2 separate regions of the Mus musculus genome follow, and region 2 is linked to region 1. The links are chromatin contacts, called in public HiChIP or PLAC-seq maps. All regions are on one chromosome and are shown on one strand. The core of a region is the stretch at or near the end of the contact, and the rest is flanking DNA. Distances in the headings are between cores, read along the strand shown. Region 1 holds the start of Barhl2 (BarH like homeobox 2). Region 2 holds the start of Glmn (glomulin, FKBP associated protein).

The links. HiChIP or PLAC-seq counts read pairs in DNA pulled down with a chosen protein or histone mark.
Region 2: a contact with region 1 is called in an H3K4me3 HiChIP or PLAC-seq map of embryonic limb bud, with 7 times the contacts expected there. The contact joins the promoter of Glmn here to the promoter of Barhl2 in region 1. A contact is called at or near these places in 1 of 39 promoter capture datasets (embryonic stem cells), 1 of 484 Hi-C or Micro-C datasets (embryonic stem cells) and 1 of 115 datasets of contacts at active chromatin or transcription factors (embryonic limb bud).

What each region holds. Positions count from the first base shown.
Region 1 is chr5:106,455,107-106,462,149 of GRCm38.p6, forward strand. It overlaps Barhl2 (BarH like homeobox 2), which reads right to left and starts at 3,060. Exons shown (of 3, transcript NM_001005477.1): 1 at 2,120-3,060; 2 at 344-569. The coding sequence starts at 2,735. Gm33151 (a long non-coding RNA gene) reads left to right here and starts at 3,486. Exons shown (of 2, transcript XR_389476.3): 1 at 3,486-3,782; 2 at 4,337-4,633.
Region 2 is chr5:107,594,420-107,601,462 of GRCm38.p6, forward strand. It overlaps Glmn (glomulin, FKBP associated protein), which reads right to left and starts at 3,220. Exons shown (of 19, transcript NM_133248.2): 1 at 3,125-3,220; 2 at 2,369-2,443. The coding sequence starts at 2,407. It overlaps Rpap2 (RNA polymerase II associated protein 2), which reads left to right and starts at 3,277. Exons shown (of 13, transcript NM_144911.3): 1 at 3,277-3,441; 2 at 4,103-4,148. The coding sequence starts at 3,369.

The sequences.
Region 1 (7,043 bases), core at 1,810-4,309:
GGAGCCAGCTTGTGGCAGTTCTAAGGGTACTCTGCGCACACAGATTCCTCCTGGGTGTCAGTTACACAGATATTTCAACCTGAGTGCGGCTTGACTTGAGGACAAAATGAGGGAAACTGTGGTGCCTCGAGTTTCTGGGGGGCAGGGAGAGAGAACCAAATGTTAAGACATTTAGAGCACAAAAGTGTTCAAACTCCCGGTGTCCTCAGTCACTCCCATTTGGATGTGTGCCTAACCTCTGCCCCAAGAATACCCACTACAGACCCTGTGACTCTCTGTCCCGCATCTCCAGGAGAGAAGATGGTACCGGCCTGGCCTGCAGGGACCCAGTGGCTCTCCTCACCTTCGGTTCTGGTACCAGGTCTTGACTTGGGTGTCAGTGAGGTTGAGTGCGGCCGCCAGGTCCATTCGGTCCTGGACACTTAGGTACTTCTGCCGCTCAAAGCTACGCTCCAGCTGGTTGAGCTGGTGGTCTGAGAAAGCTGTCCTGGCCTTTCGAGGTTTCTTGGCTCTCACGGGGGGACTCTCTCGGCTACTTGTAATCTCCCGGTCTCCTTCCTCCTTTGTTCCTAGGGTAGAAACAGTGACAGGGTTCTGTAAATCAGCCTGAACCGAGGAAGAGAGGAGTGTCCACCTGGCACACACCTCCACACCCCCACACCCTTTCCTGGGCCTTGGAGAGCAGAGAGGCCTGAGAGAGTTTAAGTGTCTGTGGTCTCCTGTTTCTAGTTCTCTTTGGTCTGAGAGGAGGTTATGTTATGCTCCTCTTTGTTGTTTTCAAAGGGATGTTCTTTGTAAGGCACTCTCCAAAGTCTTTCTACTCTGTTTTCAAGACAGGCAGACTTCAGGACGTTGCTCTAATATTTTTCCTGCTAGCTGGAACTTAGATGCCTTTGTTTCTTTTCAGATGCATTTGGAAAATGTTAAGACTCAAACCTTCTGCAGACCTCCTCTGTATCGGGTCCCTTCCAAGCTTCAGAGAGAATGTGTCACTGAACTGAGCTCAAAAAACACTTGAGCCCATCCAGGTGACAGCACAGAAATTTCCGGATTCTATTTGTCAAGTTTGGTTTTTTGCTGAAATGCTAGGAAATCGATATGTCAATCCCTCTCCGTTTGTACCGGTTTGTGCAGTACTCCTTGATCTTCCCTGCAGGAAGAACAATAATCTCTCTAATTGACCCACTGGGGAGGTTGGTGAACGAGAAATCGCCAGACCAGACTGTACATCTGTTTGGGGCACTATTATGCTAATGCTATAAACAGTAAAATGAAGAGCCCATGTCCTAGAAGGTAGGAACCTTCTAGATTGCAATCCTTACCAGAGAAAAATTAAGCATTAATAATAATAATAATAATAATAATAATACCACTAAAGATGGGGGAAATCTCCCTGGTGTTTTAAAATCTTTTGCAATGCAAAGACAAGAACAGTTACTTATGAAATTGAAATTGCCCAAGACGAAAATAGGGTATTAAAAGATAAATTTCCATTGTTGTCTTGATTTTACAAAAACAAATTCCATAAAATTTAGTTTTCACAAATATTTGTTATTGGAAAGGGCCAGAAGAGGGGTATCGGTGAGAAGGGTGTTCTTAAAAAACAGGCTATGATTTGTTTTCTGTATTAATCATCAATTAGTAAAAATGAATTGCTCCTGTAATAATGTTGGAAATTTTTCTAACATTAAATCAGACAATTCCTGTGACGGCATTTAGAAAACATGGAGGGGGCATTTGGAAAATACTGGGGTGGTATTGCATTCAAAAATAAACATCAAGTTGTGATCACAGACCTAGACAACCACAACTGGCTACCAGCTTCTCTCCACCCCTTCCCACTCCCATTCCCAAGGTCTCAGCTAAAAGAAGAAAAAAAAAAAATCCCAAGTAAGCCTCTGTTTTCAACGAAAAGTGTCTCCCATCCTATCTCTTCAGTTACCACCTTCCTCCAGCACATTTAAAATTAAGTAAAACAAAGAACGGAGCCGGATGGCCGCAAAGGTTGTGGGGCAGAAATGTAACCAACAGAACTTAAGGTGCGTCGCTAAATCGCACGCCTAGGCCCCTCTCCTTCGGCGGTCACTCAAGTGACCCGGGCAGCTCCGGCGCAACTCACCGTGGCATTTGATGTCGCTCTGGGGGTCTTCTCTCTTGTCCAGCTTGGTTTTGCCGTCCTCCTGCTCAAGCTTTGGCCTGAAGCTCTCGTGTGCCGCGTTGCTCTCCTGCTTCGGGGTGTGATGAGGAGAAGAAACGCTGGTGCTGTAGGGTGCACAAGCCGCCAGGGGTTTGCTGTCTCCCAAGATGTCCTTAATTAAAAAGGAAGAGGTGGAAGTCCTGGGGGCCGCGGCGGCCGAGCCCAGCTGCTGGGCTGCTGACTGCGGCTGCGGCGGCGGTTGCTGTTGGGGCGAAGGCTGCAAACTTTGCGCGGGGACCGCGGATGGTGGCGGCGGCTGTTGGCTGTGGTGGAGGTGATGGTGATGCTGGGGTCCGTCTGTCACAAGATGCGGCTCCGGGGGTTCCAGGGTGACCGAGATCGGTGAAGAGGGCGCCGTTCCCACGGTATCAATCTCCGAACAGGGTGACGGGGTGGCCTGGCTCCTAAAATCCGTTGTCCTCGCTTCACCGAGCGATCGGAAATCCCCGTTCATCATGCCGGGGCTCCCGGAACCGGCACCGGACAAAATAGTGTCTATTCCAAAACTCGACCCGCTGGCCCCTTCCATTGCTGTCATTTCTACATGAGGTCCACGCTACTCCGCGGATCAGCCGCCGCCGGGACCAAGCAAGGGAAACTACCGATCGTAAAACAAAATAGACACTAAAAAGCGTTGACACTGCTTTAAAAAAAAAAAAAAGTGGGGAGGGAATGAAGGATAATGGGAGGTGACAATTGGTGGGCACTTTCGACTCAACTTTTCCCCCTTATACAAAAAGTAAAGAGAAAAAAATTTGAGGGGAAAGCCCCCAAATGCCACAAGCGGGAAGGTGTGCTCCGCTCCGCTGGACCACCGCGCACGTGGGCGGTGGCAGCGGAGAGCAGCACCGAGACTAAGATGCTGGCCGCTGGAGCAACCCCGCCGCCGCCACCTGCACCGCCACCGCCGCCGCCTGGGTCTGCCCACTGCCCGATCCCGGGCGGCGGCGGCGGCGGCCGGAGCAGGTGCAGCGACCGCTAAGGCCGGGCGGTCCCGGAGGTGACCGCCGTGCGTGACCCGGCAGTCCCGGAGCCGAGTTTCTGAACTTTGTTGGAAAGTTGCGGAGCGAACGCGGCCGCCGCCGCCCCGGGAGGAGGAGAAGCAGCGAAGGAGCAAGCGCGGGCGCAGGAGACCGCGGACAGGCGGCGCCCGGCGACTCCCGCCGCTGCCCCGCGCGTTGGCTTGTCATCCGCGGGCTCGCGGGCGGCGCCGACCCCCTCCCGTGACGTCACGGCCCCCGCCGCCGCTCCCCGCCCGCGCCCCCGCCGCCCGGGCCCCGCGCCCCATTGGCCGCTGCGCGCCAGCCAGCGACGCCGGCGTGCCGGGAGCCAATGGGCGCGCTCCTGGCCAGCCCGTCAGCAGCGCGCCTCGAACCCCGCTGCTCTTTTGAGAACCGAACCTCGGTGCGCCCGCAGCCCTGAGCCCAACGCCTACTCCAGGGGTCCAAGTGGTACCCACTGTAACGAGTACCCGGCCAGGGAGATGGGGAGAGACCAGAAGGGCACTGGAGAAGGGAGCCCCCGGGCGGGAAGCGGGGAAGCAGTACGGATCGTTAGATGTGCCCGTGCTAAGTCAGATTGGAGGGTGAGTGGAGAGGCCGCGAAGGGCAAAAGGATCCTGCGGCTCCCGGTGGCCTGCAGCGCAGCCCCGCTCGCACGGTTCCCAAGCACGCTTGAGCAGAGCGGAAACACGAGGAGCAGGGGATAGAGGTGCTGAGGGACCCCACGGGGAAGTGTGTGACACCAGAGCCAGAGCTCCGCGTGGGCCTGCAACGTCTGAGCTCTACTCTCCCCACAGGAGCCGGTGCGCTCCAGCTCGGTCCAACCGGGTAGCAGATCCAGGAGAGGCACTGAGCTGGGGGGCTACATCTTTGACCCCCCTGTCGGGAAGGATCGGGCCTTTGGCTCCAAATCCCGCTTTGTCTCCAGTCAGAGCCTGTGCTGGAAGAAATGCCGGGCCAAGCACTTTCTCCCGAACCGGGAAAAACCCCGGGCGAGGCGTTCTCCAGCGGCGCGGGCAGCTGTGGTTCCCTGCGGCATCAGGCTGCTGTGGGGCCGCGGGAACTGGGTGGCTGGTCCGCAGCCTGAGCTCCCGCAGCTCCTCCCTCCAATGCTTCCATCCCCTCCCCACTGTGGCAGGCCTTGGTTTTGGAAAGGAAACAGTCACCGCCGATCCATTTGGGACCTGGAACGCGACTGTGACGCCGCCTTGTCGGAGGGTATCAACTTGCATTCTTTCTTCAGGACGTCTCCAACCTGTCTCTTGTTGAATGTCAGAGTAATGGGAAGCGCCAGTGACAAGCCGGCGTATTACTCCTGATTAAGTGCCGTGTCAACCTAATTAGCAGAGTAATTATAAGGTGCTAATGAATGATTCAAAGTTCTTTGAGTTACATTTTACTCCAAATTACCATTTTTAAGAACCTTATGAATCTGCGTGGTTGGCATCGTTTCCGTGACCGTATAGAATGATGTCAGTAAAGGACAGGGTTTAGTGGCGATTATGGACGTCGCCTTGCTTTTCTTTTCTTTTCTTTTCTTTTCTTTTCTTTTCTTTTCTTTTCTTTTCTTTTCTTTTCTTGTCTGGTTGAGGACCCTCTTGAGAGGTATCCCGGAGGCATATGACCTCCTGAGATCTTCCTTCCTCCGGGGTGAGTCCCAGATCTGGAAGATGGTGGTGATTCATCCTAAGGACATCTAGATCTTTGGTCCGGGTTGGGGTGGGGGTGTCTCCCGCGTTATTTCAAGAGTGTGTTGAGCTGTTTCCTACCGTCATGGTGTCACTTATCGTCCCCCTGTCTCTGAAAAGGTACTGAGGCTACCAAGACCATCTAGATAGCACTCTCCTTTCTTAGGCGAGCAGACATTTATTTATCACGGAACTACGGTTGGTGAGCCGAAGCCAAGACGTGCTGCAGGCAGACGCTGGTGGCCTGAGGGATCCAGGAAACCCTCTATAGCCACGTGGCTCGCCCCCGCGGGTGGCGACGGGCCTGTCTAGGCTGCCGCCTCAGAGTCTTTAGACAGTAGTAGTCTTTGGCGCCAGAACTGGGTGCTAGCCCTGCAGACCCTCCCAGGTTAGGCCTTGGTCTTCCCTTCAGAGCTTGCGACCACGGGCTGGGGTCTGATTTTACTGAGGCAACTGATCTCAGACTCCCAAGCCCCGGATAGACATTGTTGGCACCCTGAGCCCCTGGCACAGATGACCCCTGCGGAAAGGGCGGAAGGGTGCCTGGAGTGCGGCAAACGCTACTCTTCCTTCCTGGTCCGTTATCGATTAGAGTTTCCATCACCCCCAAAACAATCCAAATGAAGCGCTCCTCGAGCTGGGGGCCCCAATTCACAGCCAGCTTTCGAAAGCGAGGAAGGGGAAGAAACATTTAAAATCCAGTACTGACGGCCCTGCACAAATCAATTATTCTCGACCTTGATAAATAATTCATTTAAGCCTGTTTTTGTTTTGTTCCAACGCCCACAACGACTCAAGAGCTCAAAGGCTGACGGCACAGCTTGTGCGGGGCAGGTCGGCAGGGTGTTTTTCTTGGAATAATTCGCAACATTGGCAGGGAGGCGATGGGGATATGACCTAAGAAAAGATGGAATGTGAAGAGAAAGGAAAAGAGGGCCTCTGTGTGTGTGTGTGTGTGTGTGTGTGTGTGTGTGTGTGTGTGTGTACGCGCGCGCTCAGGGGATGGGGATCCATGAAACTCCAAAGCAAACTCAGTAGGCCCCCAACCCTGTGAATGTTTCCGATTATATTTTTAAAGAAAAGTCAATACCAAATTTTCTAGGGTTGGAGAGGTTAGCTCTTAGTCTTCAGAAGCAATTGTGGTGAAGAGAATATGAGCCACTGATTGGGATCCCAGGGAATGCGAGGAATGTCCTCAAAAATCAAAGGGGACAATCTTAATGACAAATCCCCCAGAGCTATGGTTAACTTTTCTCGGTTCTTCCCTACCCCAGATACATATCTGTTTTGTTATCATTTTCCTATAGGGTATATGCAATGTATACCTAAAAAGTCATTTTCTGGCATACAAAAAAAGCACTCGCTTTTCATCTTTAAAAATGAATCAAAATTCATCGGGGGGGGGGCGTGGTGATGCATGCCTTTATCCCTAGTACTCTGGAGGCAGAGGCAAACCTCTAAGCTCTAGGCCAGCCTGATCTACACAGTGAGTTCCAGGACAGCCAGGGCTACAGAGAGACCGTCTGGTGGGGAAACAGGTTTATTTCTCTTGTTTTCAAGCAAATAGATATGGTGCATTGGCTGAATTTTAAGTACATCATATGCTAAACTAACATAAATCTACAAAGAATCTTCCAACTCCAGACCCTCATTGTCTTTCTTCCTTTGCTTTCTTTGAAAGAAAATTCTTAAATTGGGAGAGGGTTTTTGTTGTTGTTGTTGTTGCTGTTGCTGCTGCTGCTGCTCAGAAAGCAGTTTATTTGCTAACTGTGAATCACAGCGAACCAATTTCATTCCTGATAGTGCAAGACACATCAATACCAACGAACAGAAAAGATCTCTACCCTTCTGACCCCAAAGAAAGATCCAAACACAAAACATGAGTTTTGTGTGCAGGACATCTTCCACCACCCACCTTTACTGTCTAACTTTGAGATTATTTTAAACTGGAACATCAGATTTTTTTAATGGATTTTAATTTTGATGAAATTTGCCAACAAATTATGATGAACTTGAAACTGTTGTTTCCTGTCCTGTGAGCCTTTAAAGAATCTCTATGACAGGGCCAGCTGACAGAAATGGGATGCAAAGGCGCCTCTCTCCACTGGGCGGCGCCAAGAACCCCAAACCCATGTACCTTGCTATTGTTTCTTTCTA
Region 2 (7,043 bases), core at 1,970-4,469, 1.1 Mb after region 1:
GTATTCCTGTGACAACCTGACCTTGTTTTGGGGAGGACTGTGGAAGGACTTTGGAACTTTGGGCTTGAAGATCCATTCGTTGTTAAGAGCTCTGTCAGATGTTGTGTAGGAGCTTGGAAGATAATGTTGAGAACAGTGCAGAAGATGTAGGTCTGGCTTGTGAAATTTCAGAGGGAAAATTAAAGCCTCTTTTCAGGGCCACTGCTGTTTTTGATTGTGAAGATTCTGTAGTTCTGGTTAGCTGGGGCTGAAGAATCAGCTGTGATTAACAAGATACCAGAACTACTAAAGCAAAAACTTTGCATTACTGGGACTATTGATGCTGGTTAGCTGGAGCTAAGAAATTAGCAGTGATTAAAAAGAGACCAGCATCTTTGAGGTGACATCTTCTGGGAAGTGTTTTCTGAAAGCACAAAGATGCTGTGTTCCAGAGATGGCCAAGGTTGTACTCCTGCTGCAGCGGGACTTGGTAATATGTAAGGGTCACCCAGGTGGTACTGGTTTTGAAGGCATGAAGGGGTCACACAGAGCAGCTGAGGCGTGGCACTGTGAGAGGCCATGGAAGGCCATTGGTGAAGGTGCAGCCTCAGTTGCAATTGACGGCCCAGGACTGAAGGGGTCATGCAGTGTTTTGGAGATGCCAGTACCATGAGATGACCACCAAGAGCAGCAGCAGTGGAGTACAGGCATCTGGAGCCTAGAGGATGACGCGTGTGCTTCAAAGGGCATGGCTGGAGAAGTGACCCAAGCCCTTGGAGGAGCCCAGAAGATCTTGAGTTGGATCCCAGACATTGGATGGTTGGAGATTGATTTTTGTTTTTGACTGTGACTGTGCCCTGATATTTTCCCTCTTAAAGGAAGAAACTATTTTAGTGGAGCCCACAGTTAAGAGACTTTTAATTGTAAAAAGACTTTGGATTTTAAAAGAGATGGATATCTTAAAGAGATTGAAATTTTAAGAATATGTAAAGACTTTGAGACGTTTAAAGTTATTTAGACCTTGGGGATGAATAAGAATGCAAGGGTTGAGGCTTACTAGTGATGTGTTTGTGTGTCAAGTTGACAAGGGGTCAATTGTACTGGCTCGTTGTGTCAACTTGACACAGCTGGAGTTATCACAGAGAAAGGAACTTCAGTTGAGGAAATGCCTCCATGAGATCCAACTGTAAGGCATTTTCTCAATTAGTGATCAAGGGGGAAAGGCCCCTTGTGAGTGGGACCATCTCTGGGCTGGTAGTCTTGGTTCTATAAGAGAGCAGGCTGAGCAAGCCAGGGGAAGCCAGTAAAGAACATCCCTCCATGGCTTCTGCATCAGCTCCTGCTTTCTGACCTGCTTGACTTCCAGTCCTGACTTCCTTGGTGATTAACTGCAGTATGGAAGTATAAGCCGAATAAACCCTTTCCTCCCCAACTTGTTTCTTGGTCATGATGTTTGTGCAGGAATAGAAACCCTGACTAAGACACAGATAAAAATTAGAATTATCCTAATATTTTAATGATTGGCTTTATTCATTTTGGCTTTTGAGACGGGCTCTCATGAGGAGGCTTAGGCTGACCTGGAAATTTCAGGTCCTCTTGTCACAGCTCCTGACTGCTGTCTATAAGCATGAATCAGTATGGCTTAAGGAGTGATCTTGAACCTACTGTACCAGAGAAACTTATGAAAACAATAAGAAATTTAAAATTAAAGACTACTGGGACTAGAGAAATGGTTTGGTAGATAAGAGCAAATACTATCCTTGCAGAGGACCTGAGTTCAATTCCCAGCACCCAGATCAGGTGGCTCACAACCACCTGTAACTCCAGCTCTGAGTGGTCCTAACGCTACGGCTTCCATGCCAGGCACTTATACTCATATATACCCCCTACCAACACACATAAACAGACATGTACATGATTTAATATGCTTTTAAATACAATTTACTAACGTTTACCTTCATACATATGCATGTGCCTGATGCCCATTGTGGGCCAGAACAGGGCCTGGGTTTTGAGAAATGAACCCAGGTCCTCCGCAAGAACAAGTGCTCTTAACCACTGAACCATCTCTCTAGCCCCTTATGCCCCTTGTGAGCGAGGGTCTCTCTCTCTCTCTCCATAGCCCAAGCTGTCCTGGAAATTTACCATGTAAACCAGGCCAGCCTCAAAATCAGAGACCCCTCTGCCTTTGCCTCCCAAAAGTACTAGGATTGAAAGTCACCACCACCATCATCATTATCATCTAATCTACTTTCCTGATTTTTTGATATTTACAAGTCAAAAAAGAAGAAGCAGAATTTAGTTAAGATAAATAACATGAGTGACCACAAAGTAAAGATACTCTATGCCCTTCCCATATATTTAAAGGTGTTTTCGGAGAAGTACTTACACATCTTTTTATTATGCTCTGAAGTTCCTCCACAGCCATTCCTAATTATTTTCCTAATTTTGATGCTGTAATGAACTAATACAAAAAAACCCAGTTAATTGTGTGATACCATGTAAATTATGTTTCATAAACCGTTTCATTCTGAATTATTAGACAACAAACACAATGTAAAGTTTTATAGGTTAACTGCTATTACTGAACGTTACTGTGTTAGCCTAATGAAGCATTTTTAAAAGCCCCTGATATAATGCCTAAAGAAAGTAATTTTTAAAGAATGACGAGTAAAAAAATAAAAAGAGCCCTAGAAAGAACTACTAGAAAAGCCTTTGTTTAAAAGGAAAACAAAAATCCAAATTGTGGACCTGGAATGAAAAATCTAATCATTAAGTAATTTTTTTAAATGTCCCATTGACAAAAACTGGAATCCAACATAATTAAGTCACCCAAAGAAGTTGAAGATTCCGATGCCGCCCACCCCATTCTCCACAGGATCTCCCTCCTCACATAAACAATCGTCAGTGAGATCACCGAGTATCACGAAAAGGAGGCCAGCAGCGAAGGTCCTTGCCCCGCAGGCGCGAACAGGAAAATCACACCCTACCGCGCCTGGCTGAGGCGAAGGGAGGCCATTTCTCCCTGCTCCTGCAGGGCAGGGTGTCCAGGCTCCAGCACCTCCAGAGGCCGAGCAGGAGAGCCGCGTGCGGCGCAGGTCCTGTTCGGCGAGCCCGATCCGCCCGACCCAGCATGTCTACCTACCCGCCGATCCACGCGCCTGCCTCTTGCCCTCCTCCTCCTTCTCCACTTCAGGTAGCGCAGGCCGCACTCCTGGCCCCGCCCCCGGACCGGACCCTCCCCCTCCGCCGCTCGCCCCGCCCCGCCCTGGGCCCGCCCCCTCCGCCGCTCGCCCCGCCCTCCCTGGGCCCGCCCCCAGCCCGGTTCCGGGCGAAGCGTGAGGAGGTAGATGTGCTGTCCCGACCCCCTCTTCTGACCGCATTTCCCCATGGCTGACTCTGCCGTACCTTGCTCTCTAGGCCCAAGTACCCGGGCTTCCAGCACCCACCGAGATGCTACCGGTACGAACAAGAGCCACCGTCCCAGGCTGGGACCCTGAGACCTTGGTTTGAGTACCACGCACGCGCGGGCCTCTTTCTGAGGCTGCGCCGGGGAGAGCGAGAACTCCGGGTGGATGAGGCCCAGAGCTTCCCAACGCAGGCTGTCCTAGTGCCTTCGGGGGAGGAATCCCACACTCTTACACAGGGGTTTTAGGATCTACCCGTACGTGGGAACAAGTGGCCAAGGCAGGTGGTGGTCAGTTGCCTTGAACCTTGGATTGCTTTGATATCTGGTCTCTGAGGTCTCAGACTCCTCTCTTTAGGCAAGGGAACAAACATTTGGGAGACTGAGCAATGTTTATTCTAAAGGAACCCAGTTTAGAGAGTGTTTTAAAAGCACTTGATTAAAGCGCATCCGATGAGAAAGAGTCCTCGAAGAGACTGCCGTCATGAAAATGTAAAATGTAATTAATTTACAGAAACAATTGAATTTGCTTCCTGTTTAGCCCCCCCTTTTGTTTTTGTTTTTCTGGGGGGGGGGTTGTTTTTCTTTTTTTGTACACATCGAAGTTGGAAATGAGATGTGTGAGAGAAAAGGAAATGGTGCCTACAGTGTGATATTTGGGGACTACTCTGCTACATCAAATGCATTGGCACTTGACTTTTCTCTCTTCAATTGTAGGTACTAAACAGACCCGAGCCCTGAAACGAGGAGATGCATCTAAAAGGTAGAACCACGTGGGCATCTGCATTTCACTTTGCTTTTATCTCATTAATTCAATCTGATTTGGTTTTTTTTTTCTTTTCTTTTTTTTTTTCTTTTCTTTTTTTTTTTTTTTTTTTTCTTTTTTCTTTTTGGTTTTGGTTTTTTTGTTTTGATGTTCTGTTTTCTGATCTTGCAATCTGGGAATTGAACTTAAAGACTTTGTACATTCTAATGAAGCTCTTTGTCTAATTTACCGAGCTATACTCCAGCCCAAATAGTTTAAAAGCATAGTGCATACCTTTCTTGAGAAAATACTGAAGACTCAGGAAGCACTGTCGATTCTCACGTAAGACTGCTCTGTCCTTCAGCTGTAGGAAAACCAATGTGGAGGCTTAGGCTGTTGGAAACTATCATGAACACCTGTAGAAAGTTCTGGGGACATAGTTCCTGAATTAACCAATCTTTCCCATTTCTTCAGGTACACTATTACTGTTGTATGTGCCAAGCTCGCTGAAGCAGGTTCTTTCTTTATCACTTCAAGGCACCTTTTGTCTTCTGGGTTTTTTGTTCTGTTGTTGTTTTGTTTTTCTTTTCTTTTTTCTTTCTTTTCTTTCTTTCCTTCTTCCTTCCTTTCTTTCTTTCCCCTCCCCCCCCCCTTTGGTTTTTCGAGACAGGGTTTCTCTGTATAGCCCTGGCTGTCCTGGAACTCACTCTGTAGACCAGGCTGGCCTCAAACTCAGAAATCCGCCTGCCTCTGCCTCCCAAGTGCTGGGATTAAAACCGTTCTCCACCACTGCCCGTTTTTTTGTTTTCTTTTATTTTGTTTTTGTCTTCTTTGTAACGTTAAATAGGAACTTAAAAACAAACCAACCAAAAGCATCCTTTACAGTTTAGAGCTTCCAAAAAGTCATGGCCTCTCGTGTCACAGAGGAGATAGCTAGAGCAAAACTCATCTGAAGAGACTAACATTCATCACTTCAGGACTCACCGACTCTTCTTGCAAGATAATTTCCAAATACAAGATCGTCTGTATTTGAGTTAGGCCCTTAGGATGTGTTGTTGAACAAGTCGGTTTTGCTCACAAGAACTGAGCTTCCACTTCCGTATCACTGCTCATCACGGAAGGACAGTCAGGTCAGGAACTCACGCAGGGCAGGAACCTTGGGGCAGGAGCCGATGCAGATACCATGGAGGAGTGCTCCTTACGGGCTTGTTGAGCATGGCTTGCTCAGCCTGCTTTCATACAGCATAAGCCCTAGGATAACATCATCCACAAATGGGCTGGGTCCTTCCCATCAATCACTAAGAAAATGCTCTTTAGGCTTGCCTGTAGCTAGAACTCATAGAGGCATTCTTTTTTTTTTTTTTAATTAAATATTTTCTTTATTTACATTTCAAATCCTATCCCGAAAGTTCTCTATACCCTCCCCCCACCCTGCTCCCCTACCCACCCACTCCCACTTCTTGGCCCTGGCATTCCCCTGTACTGGGGAATATAAAGTTTGCAAGACCAAGGGGCCTCTTTGCCCAATGATGGCTGACTAGGACATCTTCTGCTATATATGCAGCTAAAGACATGAGCTCTCATAGAGGCATTCTTAAGGTTCCCTCCTCTCCAGTGACATTAGTGTGTGTCAGTTTGATGTAAAACTGCCAGGACAACATTATTGACTGCCATCATTTGTGACAGACAGAGAACATAGTAAGGTACTGTAGATATCTGTCAGTCAGGAGAATGGTTAAACAGTCAGTGTGCTTGATAATTGGAGCCAGCAAATTGTATATAAATCTTAGTACATGACATCACCTTTATTGATGGGCATAAAGTGAGAAAAATTATTTTTCATGAAGCTTTTCGTATTTAATATAAAGACCTGTAATGTAATCTGTGTTCATATCTTTTTACTTTCTTTGATACAAAAGTGGTCTTTATGGAGTTAGTGGTTATAGCTCAGTAGTAGAGTGCTTGCTTAGCATGTACGAGGCCCTGGGTTCTAGCCCCGGTATCTTAAAGTAACAATAAAATGATCTTGATGGGATAAAAATAGGTGTTTGGTTGCAAACTTCTCACTTTCATGTATTTTGCAAAAAAGAATTGTTGGTGAATCTGTACCAGAGTCCCAAGTTATGGGGGTTGGGAGGGGACATATTGCTCTAGGCAAAGAACGAGAGTCTAAAGTCTCAAAAGTTAATGAAGGTTCCTACCTTCACGTGAACACATGAAAGTTTCTAGGTTCCAGATGTGAGAGAGAAGGGTAAGACCTGGTGACCAACAGAGGTAGTTCTGGTAGGTCCCAACCTAGAAGAAGAGCGAGTAAGTCACCACAGCACTGTATCCTGAGCGTGACAGTGAATCTCCCTTCTGTGCTTCTGTCCTATTCTGGTTGACTGGGCCTGTTGTGGGACCTGGACATGGTGTCTGTTCTTGGTGTGCAGCTCAGTGAGGCTGTTTCCTGAGATAGCTTCGATTTTTGCCTTCCGTGTGTGTGTGTGTGTTGGGGGAGAGGGGGGGACAGAGCACTGATGGGACCCGTGGTGGCTATGGCAAGGGTTCCTCGACTGCATTTCACATATCAGGATAGTTATTTAGTAGGACTTTATAATGAAGGTGAGAAAATGCTGCTCTTCTTTTCAGACATAACTGTTCTAGTAAGCTGAGCTACCACAACTAGGCTGTTGACAATTTTTTGAGTGAAAGAAAAGTAGAAATCATCTCTTCACCCTTCATTCTGTTTACTTATGTGACAGAGAAAAAAAATTTTTTTTACTATGTATGGCAAAACTACAAAAGGAAAATTTATATATATAAATTTTGTTATAAAATTTATATATATACTCTTTTTTAAAAATATAACTTCATTTTATGTAGTTCACACTTGCCTTAGACTCTGAATCTTCCCACTGCCTCCTCCCAAGT